Linked DNA regions of Pelodiscus sinensis: region 2 is linked to region 1. The links are chromatin contacts, called in public Hi-C maps. All regions are on one chromosome and are shown on one strand. The core of a region is the stretch at or near the end of the contact, and the rest is flanking DNA. Distances in the headings are between cores, read along the strand shown.

Evidence for each region. Hi-C and Micro-C count contacts between places; a contact is called where the count stands out from the background.
Region 2: a contact with region 1 is called in a Hi-C map of liver, with 4 times the contacts expected there. The contact joins the promoter of DNAJC5B here to the promoter of MYBL1 in region 1. A contact is called at or near these places in 2 of 5 Hi-C or Micro-C datasets (liver and an unstated tissue).

Annotation. Positions count from the first base shown.
Region 1 is chr2:58,195,484-58,198,226 of ASM4963464v1, forward strand. MYBL1 (MYB proto-oncogene like 1) reads left to right here and starts at 1,343. Exons shown (of 15, transcript XM_075920605.1): 1 at 1,343-1,771. The coding sequence starts at 1,752. It overlaps TRNAY-GUA (transfer RNA tyrosine (anticodon GUA)), which reads left to right and starts at 758; the gene lies at 758-843.
Region 2 is chr2:58,692,603-58,695,345 of ASM4963464v1, forward strand. DNAJC5B (DnaJ heat shock protein family (Hsp40) member C5 beta) reads right to left here and starts at 1,325. Exons shown (of 7, transcript XM_025186891.2): 1 at 1,147-1,325; 2 at 313-440.

The DNA of each region.
Region 1 (2,743 bases), core at 93-2,592:
AGCCGCCCGAGGGTTAGGCCGGGCCAAGGCTGGCCTGGCTCTCTCTCTCTGGCTGCCACTGGCAGTGGTTGGCGTGGCTTTCTCCCTCCAGTTGCTGAGGGACTGGGCTAGGTTGAGGCCATAGCTGGCTAACTGGCATCCTCCCGTGAGGGGAGAGGGCATGTGGCTCCCAGTCCCATCCCACCAGGGGGGAAAGATACACAGGTGGCAGCTCTGGGTCTCCACGGTGACAGGGGAAGTCCACGTGGCTCTGGCCCCCTCCTGCTACAAGGGGGAAGGCTGCTTCGCTTTCCCCCCACGAGGGGGGAAGGCTGTGTGGCTCTGGCTCCAGTCCCCTGTGTGAGGGGGAAAGGCCACATGTGCCCAGGGCTCTTCCCCCTGGCCACAGAACACTAGGGAGATAAAGGGAAAGAGGAAGGAAAGGGCTGCAGGATGCAGAGTGACATGATGACATGACTCTGTCATCCCTCAGGAAAATCTTTTTTATAGAGAGATACATGGGAGGAAGGCAAATACTTGTTTTTATAGAAATTTTTTTTTTTTAAGTCTGCCTAGGACTGTATTGCATTAATAGTGAACATTTGGCCTCTCCAAAGCTCCATTTCTCTCTCCATTTGTTTTGGTACAAAAGCTGCTCTCACTATATTTTTTGCTATTCCATACTGACAGCTCTTTAATTACAAATTAAGTCAAAGTACATTGGATGAGTCATGAAAAGGAGACTATGTAGAAAGGAAACAAGAACATCCAGGAAGTCCCTTCGATAGCTCAGCTGGTAGAGCGGAGGACTGTAGAGGAGCTGCGGGAATCCTTAGGTCGCTGGTTCGATTCCGGCTCGAAGGAGACATGATTTTGTAATTATACTCTATGCCGAATGTGAGAAATCTCTGTATCGGTAACATTTGCACTAGGCGAGATGTGTTTCCCTCCCCCTGCAGACTGTGGGCTGTTCGCCTGCATTTTGTCCTTAGTCAGTAATAGGTGAGTCCGGATTCCAAGTGATCTGCTCACTCAGGACGCCTCGCACAGGCACATTGAAGGGGGAGAATAAGGCCTTGGGCTGGGAAGCAAGAGCGGCAGCAGCACGTAGCAGAGCCCGTGGGGCTTCTTACAAGCTGCCACTGTTGAACACCGTCAGGCTTGGCGGGAAGAAAAACTCGCTCTCCCAGGATGCAGCGCGCTATGTCCTGCCCCCTTCATCCCTACTGCTCCGGGTCCGCCCCCGTCTGGCTCTATGCCCCGCCCCCTTCATCCCTACTGGTCGCACCCTTTCTCCCTCTGGCGCGGTGCCCCGCCTCGATCGCGTGCGGCTGCCTCAGCCAATGGGGTTGCAGTCCGCGTGCGCAGATTCAAACGGTGGCTCTGGAAGGAGGCTGGGCGCGAGATTCGGCGGCACGGACAAAACCTGTGACGGCAGCGCAGCGGCAGAGGAGGCCGGGCCAACGGGGGACGCAGCTGGGAACAGGGGCCTCGGAACTGGGCAAGAAGCGTCCGCAGCCCCCGATCCTGTCTCCGCAGCCGGGCCGGGCCATGATCTGTGTGCGGGGCGCCGGGCCAGGCCGGGGCTAAGTGAGGTGGACGCGCTGGAGTGTCCGGGAGCGGTAGAGGCAGCCGCCCCCTTTTCTGCTGTGTGACGGGGCGGGCCCCACGGCCGCCACAGACTCCCCGGGGCAGTGTGAGGAGCCCGGGCAGGGAGCCGCGCAGCGCCGTCCCCAGTCCGTCTCCGCCTCCTTCTATGCTGCGCCTCGAGGATGGCGAAGAGACCGCGCAGGTGAGTAACGCCCCCGGCCGGCCGGCCCGCCTGTCCTGGCTCGGGTATCTCCGCGCCTTCGTCCCGGATCCCTGCTCCGATCGCAGCGCTGTTCCCTTCGCCTGCAGGGTCTCTGTCCCCTTTCCCTCTTTGGGACCCTCCCCCGGCTTCGCTCTCAGCTGTGCTACACCCCCACATCCCGCTTCGTCTTTCTCTCCACGCCAGAGGCTCAGGCTCTCCTCCTGTCCGGCCGCCCTTCCTCGTGCTCCACTGTCATTGTCCAGTCCCTCCCCAACGCTGCATGCCCAGAGCTAGATCCCGGCCCCATCATCCCCCCTAAGTCCTGTCACCCACCTGTCGCAACACCGGTGTTCCCCGACTTCTCCATCTTCCCTGTGTGTTGCATCTCACCGGAGTTGCTGCACCCATGTCTTTTCCATGTCGCTCCGTACTACAGACATAAGAGTAACCTCGTCTTCTCTTTCCCCTGGGCTACTAGTTTCTTCCTACACAGTAGTTCTTGCCAGTTTTCCCTTTCTTCTAACTTTCTGGTCCTTTACCTCTCTGACCAACCACGTGGTTTTAATACTTTGACTTCACTAATTCTTATTTTTTTAAAGACTGTGTTTTTAGTCCTGGTACATCCATTGATGGGGGGGGGGGGGGGAAGGTATATGTGATTCTTTCCTGTAGCTGGGAAATCTGTGAGTGAAAGTGCTTATTCAGCTGCAAACATTGAGCTGTTGCAGATTTATCTTCTATTTTGCAGGAGCTTGTGTGTCTCATTTATACTAAAAATCTGGATTTTTAGGAAACTACACTTAGTAATTTAGTTACTACTGTCTTCTGTCTTTCTAGTTGTGGATTTTTGTAGAAAGGGGTTTATGAGATTGATAAAGGAAGAGCAGGGTAAATGGTCAATATTAGTTATGAAAGCTATTAGGTTTTGACCATCTCTATTATTTGGAGACTGCTGTGTATGCATATTGTTCA
Region 2 (2,743 bases), core at 75-2,574, 500 kb after region 1:
ATGAGAATATTGTTTATTTCCATTAAAACTGACAAATATTTTAAAAAGACAAGTGAGATATTGTTAAACAATTACATCTCATTCCCATTTAAAATAGCATGACTTAATTTACTATATTTTCAGCTCATTTAGATTTATGCTATTTATGAGAAAAATAAGGTATTGTGGTTCTAATAACATATGTTTCTAAAATTGCTGTTACAAAGTCTTTTGTGTGAACTTACAACATGATTACTCAGTGTCTTGATAATTTTTGTTAGTGATCTATTAACTCAAAAGGAAAGAAAGCAACAGAAGAAAGTGTTTCCATACCTGAAGCACTGTCCCATACAAGAAGGCTGCTGCTTTTCATCCTTCACATTCAGGGTTAAACAGGTCATTGGAGTTTGGTTACTATTTTTTGTTAGTCTGGTATCCAATTGGTTCTCTCTTTGGAAGACCTATAAAAGAATGAATAAAAAATTCATGAACATAAAGGTTGCTATTACATGACAGCCTATGATACCAAAAATATACTATATTCATGTTTGATTATGCTTCATCCCTTGTTCTGCTGTCAAGCTCTAACAGATATACTGAGTTTGTTGGATTTCCTCCCATCAGTGGTTGCAAGTTGTCTAACAACACTGACCCCCTCACTTTAAGACTTCAAGGTTATATAATTTCAACACCTGTTCACTTCCAAAACAACACAGTACTCGTGAGGTATTACATGGGGCGCTCCTCATTAAAATTCCACCATCAAGCAGAAAGGAAGTTTGGGGTATCTCCACTGCCTTCATTGGGGCTCACCTCTTGAGCTCCAGGATAAAAGGTATCTCTGGCAAACATCAAAAAAGTCTGAAGAGCTATTAATTTGTCTTAGGAATGGAGCAGATTGCACCAAATGTCAGGTACAAAAAAAAAAAAAAAAATTCCCAGAGGAGCACATCTTTGAACACCCCTCATATAGGTCATTTAGACTGAACTATATGAAATGTAGGTTATAGTTCTGCAATCAAATTCATGGACCCCACTGAGGTCATAGGCCAGTAAAGTCAATGCAGACAAAGATCTATTTATCTACCTGCGTCCAACTTAAGGAATAAAGCTATAGTCTATATAGTTTTCAAAAATAAAATATAATAATTTACAATAAAGATATACCATATCTGTTGGCATAGTGGTGATGTCTTCCATCTTGACTGTAATTATTAGAACGTATGTTTCTTTTTTAAAAGGAAACAAAATGGCGAGAACTGTTCAAAAGACAGTTACAATAATTTTATATTCCTCTTGCACTCAGCAGTATTATTTTTCTTCAAACAGTCCACTGAAATTTGTCCTTGGATGAACTTCGAAAATTTCAACCTGAAAGATTAAAGTTTCAGATAGATATGGAAGACTGAAAATAGGGTTGGAATGATTTTTTCTAAAAACCTCAACTATGGTATATGGTGCCATTCCTGTTATTTTGCATATACACATGAAAGTAACTTGTCCATTCAGTGTGCTTGTTCTCAAGTTTCAAATGATTTTGTTTAAAGGCAATTATTATAGACCGAATATATTTTAGAAAGCATGAAAGAAAGAAAATTTAACAAAATGGTTATCACTGCTCCTGTCAGAATAACATGCCTCATTATATAAATAATTTTTGCCAGAAATCTTTGATATCCTGTGAGTCTGTTATCAAGAAAAATATTATCACTATCCTGGGATAAAAGGTAGACACATTATTCTGTGTGATTACAGCTCCCTCTAGTGTTCACAACTACTTTTGTAAACTTTAATAATTTTTAAGTGTCCTCTTTGGTGCTTTTTATTTTGTTTTGTGATGGACCTTTCAGAAAAAACCTAGCCCTTATACAAGTCTAGGGTTTTCCCATTGGAAATGTTGTTTATCCCAATCACTGTCTCAATCTTTGGATTACTCAGCATTTCATAATCTATCAAAGCTCTTTAGTTCCTGATAACACACACCACTTTGAAGTGTAAGACATTTAGTCTACGATCTTGCTTGTATTCCAAATTAAACATAACAGGAGACTCATTTGCATATTACTTTCTGACAGGTTGGAAATGTGGCCCAAACGGGCTGTGGCTAGTGCCTGACCAGTATAGTAGCACACAAGCTGAATCACAGTGAATTAAGCTGAATCCTGATCTGCCTGTACCTTCCATTTTCCCTACATTTTCCTTGGTTTGCAACAGACTAATAGGGTGTAAGCTAGGTGTGTGAACAGGTAACCAATTACCTGGTAAATATCACCCTTACTGGGTAACAGTTAACCGTTATGCAGGAGCAGTTCTCAAACTGTGGCCTGCCGCTGGCGGAGGGCAGCTTCAGCCACGCGGAGCTGCCAGCTCCAACCCATGTGGGGCAGGAGTCAGCGGCCTTGCACATGGCTGGACGTGGCAGCTGGAAAGGGTGGTGGTTGCCACTTTTGGCCTCGCTTGAGGCTGCTGACTCCCAATCTGTGTGAGCTGGGAGCTGGCAACCTAGCATGGAGCCAGAAGCAGCTTGGAGCGCCCATAGCAACCTCTGTTTAATCAGTTAACTGATTAAACTTAACATTTAACTGGTTAATTAATTAAAGGGGATTTTACATCCCTAGTCTGAGCCTGGACCTAGTAAGAGAGATAGGCACACACACAAAGACACTGGAATCATGTATTGCATGCTCACTGCCTGGTCGAACCGGTTGGCTTTCTCCTCCATGGCAAGGATAGAAGAAAGGACAGCCTTTACATCAGTTTTCTC